Regions from separate parts of the Ovis aries genome. Here region 2 is linked to region 1. The links are chromatin contacts, called in public Hi-C maps. All regions are on one chromosome and are shown on one strand. The core of a region is the stretch at or near the end of the contact, and the rest is flanking DNA. Distances in the headings are between cores, read along the strand shown. Region 1 overlaps PLEKHA6 (pleckstrin homology domain containing A6). Region 2 overlaps PLEKHA6 (pleckstrin homology domain containing A6).

Evidence for each region. A called contact is a pair of places that touch in the nucleus more often than the background predicts.
Region 2: a contact with region 1 is called in a Hi-C map of hypothalamus, with 4 times the contacts expected there. The contact joins two enhancer-like sites. A contact is called at or near these places in 4 of 16 Hi-C or Micro-C datasets (hypothalamus, liver, muscle and 1 more).

Annotation. Positions count from the first base shown.
Region 1 is chr12:1,889,334-1,892,101 of ARS-UI_Ramb_v3.0, reverse strand. All of the region lies in intron 4 of PLEKHA6 (pleckstrin homology domain containing A6), which reads left to right. Among named protein-coding and RNA genes, the nearest start is that of GOLT1A, 67 kb to the right of the region's middle. Within about 2 kb of position 1,396, at least 21 of the 54 cell types and tissues checked have an H3K27ac peak or open chromatin away from gene starts, as enhancers often do. A contact at or near this core is called in hypothalamus, where this site is marked.
Region 2 is chr12:1,957,753-1,960,520 of ARS-UI_Ramb_v3.0, reverse strand. All of the region lies in intron 3 of PLEKHA6 (pleckstrin homology domain containing A6), which reads left to right. Among named protein-coding and RNA genes, the nearest start is that of PLEKHA6, 15 kb to the left of the region's middle. Within about 2 kb of position 1,345, at least 4 of the 54 cell types and tissues checked have an H3K27ac peak or open chromatin away from gene starts, as enhancers often do. A contact at or near this core is called in hypothalamus, where this site is marked.

The DNA.
Region 1 (2,768 bases), core at 147-2,646:
CTTTAAAACTCAGTCTCACAGAGTGGGAACCTTTAAACACTGAGATGCGGGGCTTTTACATGATATGATAAGCATCTACAACACAGGCACAAGCGTCAGCATCCTTTCCCGTTTTAAGCTGATCGCACTCTAGCAGTCCTGCAGCCGGCTGTGGCTCTAAAGGACGTGAGCGGGGAGCGGCTGGTGAACCTGACTCTAGGCAGCGCGACACCAGGTTTCCGGGAGTATTCCTGAGAGGGGACGCGGCAGGCTGGGAATGCTCGCAGCCCCTTTAAGAGACCAGGGCCAACCCGCCATCAGGCAGCTGGGAAGGCAGCCCAGGAGATAAGAAGGGGCCCCCCCGGTAGATTTAAGCCGGGGCCTTGAGCCACAGCGACTGGACTACTGACAGACAAGAACAGAGGGTGGTGAGAGGAGATGGAGCCACTAGACCCAGGCTGGTACGAGCTGGAGCAGCACCACCCACTGGGGCCAGAAAGAAGAAGGGGGTATTAACTGTGGGTGTGCAGAGAGAGGGCGCTGACGTTCTCCAGCATAGCTTATCATGTTTATGGTTGTGGTTTAAAAACCCTACTAGACTACTTCAAGGCTTTATGTGTAGTAACAGTTCAATAAATACTTAAATTGAAATAAATAAATATTGAGCCCTATATGCTATGCTCCCTCTGCTGATGTCCTTATGCTACAGCATACAGTGAGATCCTCGTTTATAGGGTTTGGAGACTACCTGGTTTCTTGCTCAAACTAGAAAAATTCTGGCAAGGATTTACTCTGAAAAGCCCGGAGCTGCTCATTTGCACATATCTGCATAGATTTGCATAAGCCCTACATGTAGATACTTTCATGCTGGATTTAGATTCTCCCAAATCAGTTGCCTGTTTTCAAAGGGAAAAAGAGGTACTTTGTCTCTGCTCATTCCTGCTCACCTTTCTTTTGCATCCACCAAAGATGCAAAAATGATTTCTGCAACTCTGAAAGATTAAAGAAGATTACCTGTGCCCCACAGTTTGTGTAGATACAACCAGTCTTTCGCCTGTCAAGTTATTTTCCTTTCTCATTTCTGTAACAGTTCCTAGCTCCAAACTCCTGGGTGAGTCAGGGAATCATTAAGGCAAAAAAAACCCTCTAGCTCAACAGCCAGGAGCTGAAATTGCCTAGAAGCCTTCCAGGCTTCCACCCTGTACCTGGACAGGGAGGCTAGAGGCGCTTAGCTGACCTGAAGCCCGCCTTCCCACTGTTTCCTGGCCCAGGGCTAGGCATGTTAGGACTACCTTTGTCTGTTCTGTCTCCTCCAGGAATAAATAAAAATATCATCCCCTCCCCCCTGATCCTGCTCCTCTATTGGCCTGCTAGGCAAATATTTCATAATGTGGGCTCATCCAATTGGGCATCGTGCCAGGACCAAGCGCCTCAGGTTGCCAGTGTGCTCCAATCAGGCAGGGCAGCCTGGGTGGGACTAGAGGGCTCCTGCTCTCCACATGGGAGGCAGCGGCATTACTCAGGTGGATGGCATCAAGGCAGGAGTTCCTGCTTTCTCGGAGCTGGGAAGAGGGGACGGGGCTGTCCATCAGCCAGCTGGAGGCGGCCAGCACTGAAGGGGTTAAAGCCAGTCAGCATGTGCGGCTGTTAATGATTGCTACCCACCAGGGCCCGATGAGTGTTAAAGGAGAGCCTTTTCCCTATTCCTGATTGTGAAAGGAGTCAGAGCAGAGGGCATCGCAGAGACGAGCTGGTGAGTGGTCCTCTGTCTCGCTGTCTGTTTGTCTGGGAGGCTCTGGAGCAAGTAAGGGAGCTCCAGTATTCCCATACCATCAGCTGGAGTGGGCTTTGTTACAGCTGGGTGCACATTCTCAGTGTGGGGCCAGATTTCAGTATCACCCCTATTTATTAGAAGGAAATCTTCAGGGTTCTCTTGGTCCAAGGGGGTGAACCCCTTGGCAGAGATGCCAGAAATACAAGTCATTGTCTGCCCCGCTGCAGAGACAATGGTTTTGTGTGTCCCTCTGCATGCAGAGCTGGAGCCCGGCTCCCCCCGCTCCCTGAGCCATTGTCTCCAGAGCCGGGGACTCAGGAGCTCTGGGCAGAAGTGCCATCGGCCTCCTCGCAGCCAGTTCCTGGGCCCAGCACTGAAGGAAGGCGGCGAGGGCTCAGCCAGAGGAAACTGGCATAGCTGGGTCCTGCCTTTTATCCCTTTTACCGCACGTCAAGTATGGAGAGGTGGGCGGCAGGATCAAGGAGGGGGTGCGGAATAGAGAGTTGGCGTGGGACTCAACTCCTCAGAAGACAAAGTTTGTCATTTGGGAGCAACAGAAATCCAGGAAGAGAGAAAGCCAGTCTTCTGGGTTTAGATACCCCTTTCCCCAAACTGCCAACTCAGGACCCTCATTCCTTCTAAATATTGGGCTCTTTGACCGAGGCACCTTCTCACGTCAGGTCAGACTTCTGCAGACAGTGTGGACAAGAGTTTCTTGGCTTTGTCGGTGGAGTGCTAAGACGGACTTGTCTCAGCTGATGGGGTGTGTGTGTGTGTGTGTGTGTGTACTCTTGCGTGTACAAAAAATGAAAGCCTGATTTGTCTCCAGAGCAGAAATGTTGACTTTACCCCCCTCGTAGCCAGAAGCCCTTTTGTCCCCTGCCTCTTTCTTGGGAGGAAAAAGGTTCGATGACATAATGGTAATGGTAGGCGGCCCTGGAGGGGTCTGTCCGGTAGGAACAGAGGACTCCCTGTGCCGGTCCTGAAGGCAGGTTTGAAAGATAAGGCAAGTCCA
Region 2 (2,768 bases), core at 96-2,595, 68 kb before region 1:
AGCATCAGGGTCTTTTCCAATGAGTCAACTCTTCGCATGAGGTGGACAAAGTACTGGAGTTTCAGCTTCAACATCAGTCCTTCCAATGAACACCCAGGACTGATCTCCTTTAGGATGGACTGGTTGGATCTCCTTGCAGTCCAAGGGACTCTCAAGAGTCTTCTCCAACACCATGGTTCAAAAGCATCAATTCTTCAGTGCTCAGCTTTCTTCACAGTCCAACTCTCACATCCATACGTGACCAGTGGAAAAACTATAGCCTTGACTAGATGGACTTTTGTTGACAAAATAATGTCTTTGCTTTTGAATATGCTATCTAGGTTGGTCATAACTTTCCTTCCAAGGAGTAAGCGTCTTTTAATTTCATGGCTGCAGTCACCATCTGCAGTGATTTTGGAGCCCCCCAAAATAAAGTCTGACACTGTTTCCACTGTTACCCCATCTATTTCCCATGAAGTGATGGGACCAGATTTCATGATCTTAGTTTTCTGAATGTTGAGCTTTCAGCCAGCCTTTTCACTCTCCTCTTTCACTTTCATCAAGAGGATCTTTAACTCCTCTTCACTTTCTGCCATAAGGGTGGTGTCATCTGCATATCTGAGGTTATTGATATTTCTCCCGGCAATCTTGATTACAGCTTGTGCTTCTTCCTGCCCAGCGTTTCACATGATGTACTCTGCATAGAAGTTAAATAAGCGGGGTGACAATATACAGCCTTGAAGTACTCCTTTTCCTATTTGGAACCAGTCTGTTGTTCCATACCCAGTTCTAACTGTTGCCTCCTGACCTGCATACAGGTTTCTCAAGAGGCAGGTCAGGTGGTCTGGTATTCCCATCTCTTTCAGAATTTTCCACAGTTTATTGTGATCCACACAGTCAAAGTCTCTGGCGTAGTCAATAAAGCAGAAATAGATGTTTTTCTGGAACTCTCTTGCTTTTTCAATCATTCAGCGGATGTTGGCAATTTGATCTCTGGTTCCTCTGCCTTTCCAACAGGTAATAATAAAAGTCAGCTATCCATATAACTTTGGAATCTGGGCTTCACTTTTTTCTTCTCCTTTTAGTGTGGTTGAGTCAAATTTCAATGAGCAAATACTGATATTTGGCCAGCATCAGATAAATCTGATAATTGTGTTCAATAGATCCTTCCCTTCATGGTGCTTGGGAGGTCATTCTTTGGTATTACACAACTGATGGCATTGCTCAAGCGTGTGTGCAGTTTTAAAGTGTCATTGAACAGAAAGGATATGCAGGGAGAAGAGAAAAAGCACAGGGTTAAAATGTGGGTAAAACCCATTGCAAGCCTGTGCTCATGCACACATAAACCCACTGGAGGGCACCAAAGCACGCATGACCGGCCCACTGAGGCCTTGAAAGGGCTGGCTCCCTGCAGAGGGTGGGTCCTCCCTGAGCTGACAGGGGCATCCTGACTGTCCTCTGCCACCCCTCAACCACTGTGGGCCTGGTGGAGTCCTCTGATGCTTGGAGATCTGGCCGGGTAACACTCATCCCTGATTTTCCCTGACCTGTGACTCCTTCCTGCTAAGGCAGCTGTCTGTGGAGCTTGTCAGTTCAGTCTCCAAGAGTGCGTCTCTCTTCAGCTGGCTAAGAGGGCGGTAGGACAGAGGTCCTTTCTGTGGAGGCACGCCCCCGTTACCCTCGCTCCCAGCCTGGGCCCTGCTGCCCCCGCCCCCCCCACCAGGACGCTGCCCTGTGACTGTGCCAGCTTGCACGGGCACCTCTGCCCCTCAGGGAGCCCCACCCAGCTGCTGTCACATCCTTGTTCTGGCCTGGATGCTTCCTCCAAGATGGGGCCAGGACGGGCTCTCTGCACCTGTGCCTCTGGTTCTGTCAGGGTGGGCTCAGTGCCGTGCCAGGGGCTGCAGGGGTGGGGTGGGGGCAGGCACCCAGGAGCCCAGGGCTGGCTCACAGGAATCATCAGTAGAGAGCCCAACCTGGGGGACCCCAGAGGAGGTGGTGTCCCAGGAAGTATGATGGAGCCTCGCAGGGCAAAGGAGAGAAGTCCCAGGGCAGCGAATCTGCGCGTTCGTCACCTGCCCAGCTCTGTCCTCCGAAAGGCGAGTCACACCTTGGAACAGTAAAGCATGAGACAGACGAGGAGAGAAGTGAGGCGTGGCGTGGCGCTCGGAGCAGACAAGCCCCATTTACAGACGAGGAAGACTGAGGCTCAGCAGCCAGGTCACTCGTTCAGAGTCCCTCATCTGGGAGCCAGGGCTCAATCTCAGGTCCTGAAGGAGAGTTTATCACCCGGGCTCCATTATCCGCTCCCCGCTTATTACCTTTCGGCAGGAGACACCGTCCAGGCGTGGCTGGATGGGGAAGGGGCAGACACATTTGAGGGGCAGTGCATCGCCCAGTTTAGTGGTCCCCAGTATTGTGTGGTGGGGGAGGTAGGCCCTCGAAAGGCCAGGAGCATGCGAGTGTTCAGAGACTGAATCCCTGACTGAGAGTTTTGGACTTTTTCTTCTAAGTGCTGGGGGATGTGGATTCCAAAGTGGAGGATGGATGGAGTCACAGAGGCACGTTCTTTGGAATATCCTCCCTTAAAACCACCTCCTCACTCCCTCCCAACCTAGGCCTTTCAGATGAGTCTTGCTCCCGCTCTGCTGTGTAAACAGAGAGGGACTTCAGACTTGGCGCAGGTGGACCATTTTCCGGCCCTGCCTCACCAGTCCTTGTTGGGCCTTGGAGACCCCTCGCCCCTTGCGCCCTGAAGCGCAGGTGGTGCTCCGGCAGCCAACCTCGCG